Regions from separate parts of the Mus musculus genome. Here region 2 is linked to region 1. A link is a contact called in public capture Hi-C data. All regions are on one chromosome and are shown on one strand. The core of a region is the stretch at or near the end of the contact, and the rest is flanking DNA. Distances in the headings are between cores, read along the strand shown.

The links. Capture Hi-C pulls out chosen DNA fragments and counts their contacts.
Region 2: a contact with region 1 is called in a capture Hi-C map of macrophages, with 2.1 times the contacts expected there. The contact joins the promoter of Slc35c2 here to the promoter of Zswim1 in region 1. A contact is called at or near these places in 6 of 39 promoter capture datasets (the C10 cell line, the HPC-7 cell line, the SN4741 cell line and 3 more), 1 of 484 Hi-C or Micro-C datasets (the G1E-ER4 cell line), 4 of 115 datasets of contacts at active chromatin or transcription factors (acute myeloid leukemia, bone marrow-derived macrophages, large pre-B cells and 1 more) and 1 of 9 other capture datasets (macrophages).

What each region holds. Positions count from the first base shown.
Region 1 is chr2:164,819,392-164,825,419 of GRCm38.p6, reverse strand. It overlaps Zswim1 (zinc finger SWIM-type containing 1), which reads right to left and starts at 2,734. Exons shown (of 2, transcript NM_028028.2): 1 at 2,220-2,734; 2 at 1-738. The coding sequence starts at 590. It overlaps Zswim3 (zinc finger SWIM-type containing 3), which reads right to left. Exons shown (of 2, transcript NM_178375.2): 2 at 3,293-5,663. The coding sequence ends at 3,731. It also overlaps a transcript of Acot8 not described here.
Region 2 is chr2:165,284,384-165,290,411 of GRCm38.p6, reverse strand. It overlaps Slc35c2 (solute carrier family 35, member C2), which reads left to right and starts at 2,574. Exons shown (of 10, transcript NM_144893.2): 1 at 2,574-2,628. It overlaps Elmo2 (engulfment and cell motility 2), which reads left to right. Exons shown (of 21, transcript NM_080287.2): 21 at 1-2,381. The coding sequence ends at 51.

The DNA.
Region 1 (6,028 bases), core at 1,485-3,984:
GGCAGCCTGCTGGAGGGGATGCAGTTATTCAGGAGCGTGTACAGCTTCCTCAGGTTGCCAGCTGTGGCTGAGCACATCGTGCTCTGCAGGGAGGACAGAAGCAGCCTCTGGACAGGCTGCTCCAACGGCAGCTGATAGAATTTACCCTGGAGGAACTTGCAGATGTGGAAGGCAGAGAGCAAGACCTCAGCGGTGGGGAACTCCATGGTCAGGGTGGGCAGCAGGAGGAAGTGGGGGTCCACCAGGATGGTATTGACTCTCTCCCATGCTGGGTTAAACTTTTTGAACACCTGGAACATCTGGGCCAGGCCTCTGGCATCTTCATTGGTAGGGATGGCAAAGTACACAGCTCGGGCAAGAGGACCCTCAACCTGGACCCGGGGTCCATCTACCAGGAAGGTGTACAACACCTTGCCTCTTGGGTTATAGGTCCGGTGGATAAATAAGACCTCAGGGAAATGAGCAAAGAGGTCTTGCATGAAGCAGCTTTGGTAGTTGAAGGCATCTAGCTGAGGAGTCTTGCTAATCTGGTGCAGCATAGGTGGGCTGGAGTCCTTAATGAGTAGACCATTCAGCATCGTGAGGGCCATGGAGTGCTGCTGGCAAGCGTCTAAAGCCCAGGCTAGGATCCTTCCTCTGCAAGATCGACGGCCGTCAGGGAAGCACTACGTTTCTCAAGTGCCACGTAATTTGATGCTTGAAGCTAGACTGTAGTTTTAGGTACGGTTTTGGATGGGCCTAGGGAAAGGAAGAGACACTTAAGAGAGTAGGTACCTGGGTTTTTAACTATCTATCTGGACAATATCTCAACACTTATCAAACACTATATATCTTCCAGGGGCAGATATACAACAAGCACATAAGGACACATTGGTTGATTATAAAAACCATAAAAATGAGAAAGAGGCCAGAGAGCATGCTGCGGAGGGCAAGGCACATGGGCTACAGTGGGACACTGAGGGAGATTTCCCCGGATATGAGGGATAAATAACAAGCCAGCCCAGGAACTAAAAAGGGCAGGAAGTCACATGCAGTGGTGTACCTTTGTGATCTAAGCTACCTAAAATGCTGAGACAGAAGCGTCACCAGGCGTCACTGGATCAGCTCAAGACCAGCACAGGCAATTTAGAGAGAACCTGTCTTAAAAAAACAAAAAACAAAAACAAAACCCCTAACAACCACCACACACTCATGCATGCAAAAATCCCGAACCAACCAAACAAAAGAACTAGGGAATTGGGTGTGGCACCAACACCTGTAATCCCAGCACCTGGGAGGTGGAGGCAGCAGGGTCAGTTCAAGGTCATTCTAGACAATAGGAGATCATAATAGCTCACTGGCAGTATAGAGGATTGAAAACACATGGCCAATCCTAGCACTTGGGAGGCAGAAGCAGGCTGATCTCTGTGAGTTCTAGGCGAGCCAGGGCTGTTACACAGAGTACCCCTCTGTCTCAAAAAACAAAACAAAAAAACCCATATGGCATGTGGACCTTCTTTTTCTACAGAAGGATTCTGCTGTGTAGCTCTGACTTGTCCACAGCAATCCTCTCACCTCAGCTTCCAAGTGCTGCAAATAAGGCATGTGTCAACATTTAATTCTTTTTTAAAAATCATTCTAAATATTTGCATGGCCTTTCTGTTCACAAATTCTTATAATTCTTACCAACTTTTTCTTTGGTCCTGGTATATACCAGGAAAAAAAAACTGCTCAAAATTTGCTGTGAAATATTGAGCAAGCCAATTGCCTTCTCTGAAACTTGATTCCTTTCACTTTATTTATTTTTTTCTTTTGGCTTTTTTCGAGACGGTTTCTCTGTATAGCCCTGGCTGTCCAGGAACTCACTCTGTGGACCTCGAACTCTAAAATCTGCCTGCCTCTGCCTCCCAAGTGCTGGGATTAGAGGCATGCGCCACCACTGGCCGGCAATTCCTTTCACTTTAAGGGGGCTAGCATGTGTGTAACCTCTCCTGCGCCTACACATATCCTGATTGGATGTAATGCTTTATGCAAATGTTTCCCATTTGGCTCCATTCACTGTCCCCATTTCGCCGATGAAAGACTCAGGTTCAAAGACACATGAAAGACTGAGGTAGAAAGCATAGGCTATCTGTCCATCATTACAACAGCTGGAAGCCGAGCTTTGGCTCCAGATCCTGATGGCATCCTATAGAGTCCCAAATTATGGATCAGGAAGGGAAGGCGGCCTCTGACCTCACCTGAACACCGGTGGGGGACGCGGAAGGCTGAGGTTCGTGTTCAAGCCCAGCGGAGCCGAAATCCACCTTCCACTGGTGGAAGCTGAATGCACTAGTCGCTGAGACCCGGCTTCACGCCTCCACGGCCGAGACCATTCGCGCACCGGCAGACGCGGCAGCCATTCCTCCCACTGGGCCCGCCTCCGACTGACTGACGTCCAGCCTCGCCAATCACCACGCCAGCTTCACAATGACTCAGACCAAAGGAGCTCGCTGTGGAACTTGGGAGTTACGGACCAATCCTGGACTGGCAGCTCCTGGACGGGGCTGTTGCCAGGGTTACAGAGGCTCGGCCAGAAATCACCAATGAGAGCTTGTGGAAGGATGTTCAAGCCCGGAACAGGCCGCCCGAGGGCGAAGCCTCCCTTCGGTCTAGGGGGCTGGAAAGGCGGCACCTTTTAAAGGCCAAAATAAAAATAAAAAAGAGCAGTGTTTTATACGGACAACATTTAGTTTGTCGGCTATCGAGCTGTCAAGCTCCGTAGATACAGAATGGTGGAAAAAGGTGCAAATGTAATCCTGCATTCTTTGCCTTGTGGAGAAACTGAGGCTTGTAATTCCGGTTATTCAGGGTCTGAGATAGGATCAAGAATTTGAAGCTAACTCAGGCAACCTAGTAGGACCAAGTCTTAAACAGCTGGGTGTGGTGTCACACGTATTTAATCCTAGCACTGGGGAAGCAGAAGCCAGCCTGGTCTACATCAAGTTCCAGGCTAGGCTTCTCTCGAAAATAAAATTAAAAAGTTTAAATTAGGAATTTGCCCACAGCGTCCCAGCAAGTGGCTTGCAGTAAAATCTAGGATTTAGGTCGGTCTTTCCTCCTGGTCCCTGACAGGACAGAATGAACAAGACAAGCTACCATCTGTGTTGTAGGATAGGTTGGTAGGAAGAGGGCAGAGTATGGGGGTGCATTACTAACCCTCTGAATGTCAAGTACCCCATTAGACAACATTCATGGTTCCTTTAAAATGACAACGTTTTGAGGCCGCTAGTCTGGGCTACATGAGGCCCCGTCTCAAAAAACACAAACGTGAAACAAAACAAAAACCGACTTTATTAGTGTGAATAAAAATACGTAACAGGTATTTTCTAAAGAGCAGCAACAGTTGACAATCAAGGGCTACCCTCCTCCCCCTCTGTCTCTGGACACAAAGCTCCTTTCCGGGCCCATTGTGTTTATCCTAACCTGGGCAAGGGTTCGTCTGTGTAGGCTGGGAAGAAAGGAGCATGCCCTTTCATATGGAATAACTTTGGCTTTGAACAATGAACAAGGTGTCTACAGAACGCCAAAGGTAGGGCTGAAATGAGGCAGGGTCAAAGGATTGTCACAGTGGAGTCCCTCTCCCCCGAGTTTTAAGATCTTCTTAGCCCTTACCTAGGAAGACACTGATAAAAATACTGACCTACAGTCTGACCCACCACTTTGAACTGTCCCAAGGTGGTTCTGAGATGGGTTCACTAGTACAAACACTTCAATCATGAACCATGGCTTCAGCAAGAGGGGGGCTGTCTGCTTCCTCTAGCTTTCCCCAGAGGAAAGGGAGGCAGCCCACGTCTCTGAAGTCAACTGGCTGCTGACTGGACTCAGGCAGCTGATAGGGGTCTGCCCAGATGTCCACAATCTTGCGCAGGGTGGAGCAGCGCTCCTCCAGCTCTGGCCCCTCGGTCTGCATCAGCAGGTTTGCCAGCTCCCTGCTTAGGTCCCGAATCATGTGGTTCTGACCTTGCTTTTCAGGCTGATCTGTGTTTGGGATGATTCCACGGTCTTGCAGCTCCCCATTGGGGTCAAGGAGGTGCTGGTATTTCTTCTGCCACCGGCAGCACACCATGGCTTCCCCTACTGGCTGCTGGCTGGTATGCAACAGAGCCAAAATGTGGCGGCATGGCAGATGGTAGCACTGTTGAAAGGAGCAGCTGCAGCTACAGCCATCTTTGCTCACCTGGTGTGAGTTCTCTAGCAGCTGAACAGCCACTGAGGAGCCGGCCTCGTCTACCAGGTGGGTGGAATTCTGTACCACCTCCCACTCATTATGACACAACTTGTAGGCTAGTTCAGAGCCACTCTGGTGCAAGATGTCTAGCATGCCAGCCTTGGAGGACTGATCCTGGGGCTGTGGCAACTGAGACTGTGCTGAGTCTGCCTTTGTCTCTTCTACCTCTTCCACAGGGAGCCTGGTGTCACCCCCACCACAAATTCTAAAAGGCTTCTTGGGCCTTGGAGGCGTGCTTGGGAGCCGAGTTCTCCTTAACTTGGGAGCATTTGTGGGCAAGCTCTTCAGACCTTTGGTATTAAAGAAGTCTATGTAATCCACAAAGTGAAGGATGCAGTCCAGCAGAGACCGCTGTTCCCGAAAGAGGCTTGACACCTTGCTGGTGACTATGTCTAGGCTGTCCATGTAGGTGTTACATGCATGCAGGCCCTTCCTCACATGTATGTACCACAGCAGTTCACAGGAGAACCAATGGGCCTGGAGGAAACTGAAGAGTTCCTCATCTAGTAGGACTTGGGACATCTCACAGAGATTTTTTAGGCTTGCATCAGAAGAGACAAACACAGCTTCCCGCAGAGCTTCTTTCATGAGCCTTTTAAAAGACGCATTTACTGAACTCTGGTGTAACTTCTTCTCCAAGAGACGAGTGGTGTGGTAGATAGAGAGGAGAGTGCGGGCAGAGGGGAAGATCTCCTGTAAGATCGCTCGGTGAGGGAATGAAGGGTCCACAAAGACCATCTTGACCTTGGGCCAATCAGAGTTGAATTCTGTAAAGATATTGAGCATCTTGGCCACAGAAGGCGCTGTCTCAGCCTTGAGCACAGCGAAGTGCACCACTCGACTCTCTCGCTCCTTGTTCTCCACCAAGAAAGCATACAGAATATGGCCCTGGCTGTTTTCCACCCGGTGCAGCAAGAGTGTCTCTGGGAATCGGGCGAACAGGTCACTCATCTTGCTGCTCTGGAAGCTGAGTCGGTCTAGGTCTTGGCTGGTGCCCACACTGAAGGAGGCCATTGAGCCCTCGTCCACGGTAAGAAAGTTCTTCATCACTTTTGCTATCTTGGCCATATCAGAAGGACTGATGCCCTCCTGTTCTGGATTTGAGGGCTTGTGTATCTTATCGAGGCAAAATGACGGCTCTACTGAGGGCTTCTCTGCTGTATCAAGGTCTTTCCTGATGCTGAGCTGCACCGGCGGGAGTTTGTGTAGACATATTGCCTGAGGCTTGCTAGCAGGGATTCCTCCAGAAGCATTAGAGTCAGCATGAATGTGCTGGGTATTCAACTCACTGATAAACAGTCTATCTAGAGTCTCGTTGTATTGCAGCAGCAGATACGCTGGACACCTGTCCACCTTCCGAGTTTTCTTCCTGTTTGACTGCGTCCGAATACAGACAAATTTCACCTGCACATATCTAGGGAAGGTAGAGGTGACAATGAGAAAGGTGCTGGTTGCCCCTCTTGTAAGATAAGACCTGGTAGCCATTTATATTGACCAATACATTTCTTAGAGACCACAAAGCCGTCTAGAGTGTGAGGAGAAGAATGTGCAGTGACTCTGTAGTCACAGCACTTTCGGCTCCCCCTTCAAGACTGTCCCTATTACAACACCCCTTAGTTTCTTCTACAAGCTTATCTATTTGTTTGTATTTGTGTTGGTTCTTTTTTTTTTTTTTTTAGTTTGGGGAGTGGAAGGGAGCTCATGATGTAGTCCCAGCTGGCCTTGAACTTGCCACAGCCTTGCTGGCTCTACCTCCCATGAACTGCGGTTACAAAAGTG
Region 2 (6,028 bases), core at 1,325-3,824, 470 kb before region 1:
CCGGTCCCCAAGGAGCCCAGCAGCTATGACTTCGTCTATCACTATGGCTGAGCGGGAAGGGACTGGGGCCCAGGAGAGACACTGGCAGCCCACGCCACTTGTACAAACTCTGTAGTGATTGTGGTAACTACTCCTCAGAGCCAGTGGGACCCAGAGCTTCTCTCTGTCCCATCCACCAGGAGTCATGAAGTCAGGGCATGCTGCCCTCCTCAGCACCACAGAGCCTGGGTCGGGCTTGGAGGGGTGAACTCATGAGGCTCCTGCCTCCCGCTCTGCGTCACATCTGCATCTGGTACTGGACCTACTGACAGCCATCCCCTTTCCTTTCAAGTCTCCTCTCTGGTTTGTTGGAGAGCCCATGTGGGCCAAAGCTGGTCCATGAAAGGCTGACCATGGGGGCAAGAGGCCTGGGGAGCTCGGTGAGAGCCTCGGAGTGACTGTCTTCAGGTGGCTCAGGCAAGAACAGGCCTTGAGCTCCTGCTTAATAGGTCTCTGAGGGCTCATCCCAGCCTCGTCCTGTGCCTCATGCTGCTGCCTCTGGGGTTTGGCCCTACCATGTCTAGTCTCTAGAGACACCCGTCTCTCTTGTCCTTGCAGGTATCAGGACAGGTAGTAATTTTGCCCCAAGCCCTCAGCCTCATCCTGGCCAGGCAGAGGCCTCCAGCCTGAGTCCTGCTCTCTTAGGCTTTAGGAATGAACACTGCAGGGAAAGGCAGGCTGAGGCCTCTGGCTCCCCCTACCCCTCCAGTCCTCTCTCTTCCTTGCTGAGGCACAATATTCCCATGCCCCCTCAGTTACAGGCCCCTCCGTTTGCTTCCCTCCTGCCTCAGACAGGGGTGTTGCCTTCCCTTTCTCCCCTTCCTGGCGCTGTGGTTTGTGCCATTAGCCATGATTTCACAGCGGCTGGGGCCACAGCTGTGCCACGGCCTTCATTGGTGCTGCAGCACTGGAAGCCCACGCGCACAGCCTCTTTCCTTGGACGCATGTTACCATGGTGGTATTCAGTACTGGTAGCCTGGCATGGTGGGTACTACCCAGTGAAGAGTGTACTATATATTTTCTTTACTATAGGCCATACTTATACAGACATGTATATATATTTATATAAGATCTTCCTATCTTAGGATAGAATGTTTAAGGGAAAATAAAATCAAGAACAAAACTGTAGTGCTCTCAGTCATGAGCTGTGAGTGTAACCAGAGAGCAGCCAGGAGCTTCCTGTCAGTGATGTGTTTTCAATAAATACTCTTTCATGTAGACTGCTTCCTATCCACACCTCTTCCTCTGCACTTATTCCCTGTCCCAAGGGTGAGGAGCGGCCTGACAGCCTTCATTTCAGTGTGCCTGGGAGCATGTGGAGAGCTCCCAGCCACTCTGAGAGCATCTCCCTCTCCCCTCATCTCTCCTGCTCTTGTCATGCGCAAACTACTCACACCTGCTGGCTAAGGATGCTCACAGCTTGTGCTACAGGACAGAGCGTTTTCTGCTCAGTCGTGCTGGGTACAACGTGGAAAGGCATACTGTACACCCCCAAGAACCCATCCTCCCTTTTTCCCCTGCCAGGGACACAGCCAGGGAACAGCTCGAGTACTTGTGCCTTTCAAAGAAGACATGTTCCGCACCCCGCATGTTGCCTGCAGTTAGTGCCCAGCTTGCCAGCTGGTGCTTTAAGCTGGTGCTCCCATCAGCAGCCTTGGTAGCTGGGAGGTTTGAATGAAGGCAGTGATGAAAATAGATACTTCCCCTTGCCTCAGTCAGAAGGGGGTGAGGACAGGCGCTTTCAGAAGGCATAGAAAGTGCATGCAACGCAGGCTTTGAGGGCTGAACGAAGCCAAGACCTTGGGCTGCGATGGGCACCATTGTAGGTCTCAGGAAGCATTGAATCAACGAATGCTTTCGTGATGCCAGCTGGCAACAGCCTACAGCAGCAGTGTGCACAAAGCACAGCTTACACGCTGGCCTTGAGCCTTCTGCTAGGAGCCAGGAGCCCAGCCAAGTCATGTGCAAGGATTCCTGTTTGCAGCCAGTCCTAGTAGAGCCCGGATGAGCAGACGCCGAGAACTGGGCCAGCTCGGGTCTGCAGCCCTAGCTTGCATGGCTTAGAGGTTATCTTGCCCACATACTCTGTACCTGAAATGAGTCAAATCCAGGTGTGCTAAATTGGTGTTCTGCGGCCACTGTAACCTGCTTCCCTGGGCTCCCGGTAAGACTAGATCCTTCTTACCCCCTTCCTTTTGGGTTCCATTTCCTCTGCGATGAACTTCACGTACTCAGCCTATTGAATAATTCTCACAAATTTATAGGCATACGCAATGTCACAAAGTGTCCATTATCACTTTGCCAGGACGTTTTACTAATAAAATTTAATGGTTGTCATGTCATTTCCCTGCTGCTTGAAGTCCCTGAAGAAATAAGCCCTGTACAGAGTTATTAGTAGCTGTGATTCGTTCCTGGTGCCCGTTTAAGGGAAAGGTACAGAGGGACCGTGTTGGGAAGCTTGCTGTAGCCGCCTTAGAGATGCTCTGGCTCCGCCCACCCCACCGACTTCCGGCGGAAGTCTCGCCTCCTGAGGCACAGTGCCCACCTCGAGCTTCCGGCAGGAGGCTCCCGGCGAGAGCCTGGGCGGAGGTAAGTGGGCGTGTGGGCGGTCCCCTGCCTTCTCGCCCGGCCTCAGTTTCCCCAGCTTTCCAGTGGCTCTGGGCCCGTTCGCCTGGCATTCGCCGAGCACGTACGAGGGGCCGGGTCTTGGGGATGGGGGGAACCAGGTGGATACTGCCGAGCAGGCGCGGCAGGGACACGTGAGCAAACACAGTCGTCACGCGGTGTTAAGTGCCACGCGCAATGGGGGTCCTGGGGAAGGGGACCAGAGCAGAGAGCATCAGGTTGCCTTGCCGAGGAGGACGCCGGCTGATGTTCCGGGCACACGGCTGTACGTGGCGTTGCAGCTGGCAGGCAGGATCCAGGGAGAACTTGCGGACCCAGCCCCGGGGTCTCCGGTCTGTTGGGACCGGCAGTCTTAGTTTCTTTCCCTGATGCAACTTAAGGAAGGAAGGAAGAAAGAAAGAAAGAAAGAGCTTATTTCCCCCATAGTTCTTGGTGCTGTCCGTCGTGAGGAAGTCAGGGCAGTAAGTGCTTGAAGCAGCTGGCCACGTCGTTTCCACAGTTCTGAAGTATAGAATCTTGAGAGCCATCAGTGCCTGCTAGTGCACTCTCCCTTCTTTATGGAGGCCAGGAGTTCCTGCCCACAGCTACCTGGGTCTCCTCACATCGGTTAACCTGATCAAGAGAATCAATCCCTTCCTGGTATGCTCCGAGGCCCGTCTCCCAGGTGACCCTAGCTTCTGTCAGGTTGACCACACTAACCATTCCACCAGTCTCTGGCTCCTTGTGGACTGCAGGCAAGTGCAGGCAGTAGGTGAACGGAAACTGTGGTGTAGTGTGTGGTGGTGGGAGAGGAAGTGAAGAGAAGTGGGTGGGTCAAGGAATAACTAGAGGTGGACTTGACAAGGCAGGAGATGAGGGATGCCGAGGGAGGCAGCAATGGCTTCACTGGTGCTGACTGCCTTCTGCCAAAGAAAACAGTTGTTCGGTTGGCCGTTTCTAAGTGACTTGAGAGTCAGATGAAGACCCGAGGAATATTAAGGTAGCTCCTTGCAGCACCTTGAGGTTGAGCTGTCGGCTGGAGTTACGGGGTTGGTCGTGGTGGGCTGGGAATGAAGGCGGCAAAGAGAGGCTGGGCTGCAGCCCTCAGGCATCTGTGCTTACTGAATGAGTCAGAAAGAAGGAAGACTCCAGAGACTGTGGCAAGTTGCACCCGCTAGGTCTCTGAGGAGGAAGCTGTCAGTTTCGTGAGCAGAGCCACAGAAACCCGGGCTCTGGCGAGGTGACAGGGAAAGAGTAACTGCCTGGGTGAACAGCCTGACAGACTGAGGTAAGGGAGTGGGGCCTGACATTTGGAAACTTTGCTGTAGGTGACAGAATGACTCCTGCCATTCGCCAGTGCCAAGTGCTGCTCCTCGTGCCAGTGATCCCTCTGCCCCCCAAACCACACGGCCAGAGAAACTGAGTCAGATAACTCAGAGTCTCAGTTGTAGGGGACGCAGACGGCTTTTCTCACAGATCTCTGCTGTGCTCTGAGGCACTAAGCTGGACACCCACGTTCCAGCTGAGGAGGTAGAGGGCAGCCAGGTGCTACAGTGTCGCCCCACCCTGCGCTGAGGGAGCCACTGTTTCTTGGGGAAAGGGACACTTACTAAATTCCTTGCTTGGGTAGATGTGATTAGAAGCCTGCTCTCCATTACCATGGAGGGAGGGTAAGGCCCTTAGGAATTTTACATCTGTATAGCCAGTGTGAGGCAAACCGCTGTTTAGTGGGGACACAGAGTGGCTATCTGCTTCCAAGGTCCTTTCTGGTTCTGTCTGTGTGGGGGGATAGGTGACTTTCTGCATGGTGCCCCATAGAGGTGGGGAGCTAGACAGGCTCTGAAGGAAAGGGGAGACTTGAGCAGTGGACAAATGGCAGTATGGTGACCAAGGAGGAAGTGCGCCGAAGTAGGCAGGTTAGTACGTTGAGAGAAAAGAGAACAGGATGCCCCATATAGCATGCCCCGTGACTGCCTGGGAAGGGGCGGGGCAGCGGTTCTCAGGGAGGACTGCACGGGCTGCTCTGGAGTGTCGGAGACTCAACCCAGACCCTCCACATGCTGTGCCAGCACTACAAAGGGATTTTTGGACACAGTCTGGGTTGTTACAACTTGGGTTTGGGGACATGATGCTTGTGGCATCTGGTGGGTAGAAACAGGGATTTGTTAACAGATTGCAGCCTATAAGATTGGCCTTGTCGGGCAATCTTAGAGTGGTGGCACACGCCTTTAATCCCAGCACCTGGGAGGCAGAAGCAGGCAGATCTCTGAGTTCAAGGCCAGCCTGGTCTACAGAGCAAGTTCCAGGACAGCCAGGGCTATACAGAGAAACCCTGTCTTGAAAGACAAAACAAAACAAACAAACAAACAAAAAAGACTGGCCTCTTCCAGAAAGATTCAGTAGTGCCAGGCTGCAGAGTCCTAGAGAATAAGAGAATGTGGGTCTGGAGGTTTGTTTGAAGAACGTTTGACCCTGGGTCCCCAACTGTTTAGCAATATCCACAGGAGCCTGAGATTAGTGGCCCAGGTGAACAGGTCTAGTCAGCAGCTAGATCTGCCTCTAGAGTTCATGGTGACCAGAGCCGGCTGCATGCTGGGCAGGTGTCAGTGTGCAGAAAGCAGGTCAAGGTCAAGGTACCAGGCTGCCTTAGGCAAGTGGGGCAGGGCCTCCCTGATGGTCCCACCGTGCCTTTAGTCACAGCCTGTTTATTAACCTGGACATCAGTGGTGTCCAAACAGTAATGGGAAAGGATTGCTGGTGAAATAAGCTGTTTCCCTCTTGTCTATTTCTGTGGTGCTGGAGTCACAGTGAGACCACTGGTGAGTTCCTCGTGCTGCAGAATGCACAAGAGTGAGCCCACCATGAGGGGAAGCACACAGCCCCCAGGCCCGCAGCTCCAGGGCCGTGAGCACTGTTGCAAAGCGGGTTTTCCAGACTGGGAACTCTTCCACTTGGGCAGCACATGTGGTATTCTTAACGGTTTCAGTGTATGGCAGAGCCCTGGAAAACAACGGTTGCTGAAACCAGTGGCCGGCCCTGTGCCTTTGTAACTTTCAGATTCCGAATGCAGAATCCTTCTTAGCCTTTATAGTCCCTGCTCACTAAACGCTGGGCGCCTCCTCCAGGTCACCACTCAGGGTTCTAAGGTCCTCTAAAGATAGCCACAGTCCAGGAGTCCTTTGGGCAAAGCCCACAGCCAGCCCAGTTTACCCTCAGGGAGGAGATGTGATAACAGGTTCCAGAGTGCAGAGTGGTCTGTCCAGCCTGATCGGGGAAGAGGCCAAGCTCAGGGTTCTGGAAGGTTCCCAGAGAGCTGGCATCTCAGCTTGGTGGGGAGGAAGCACCTGTAGTACCCCCGAAGAAGCAGATGTCTAACAGTGGGCCA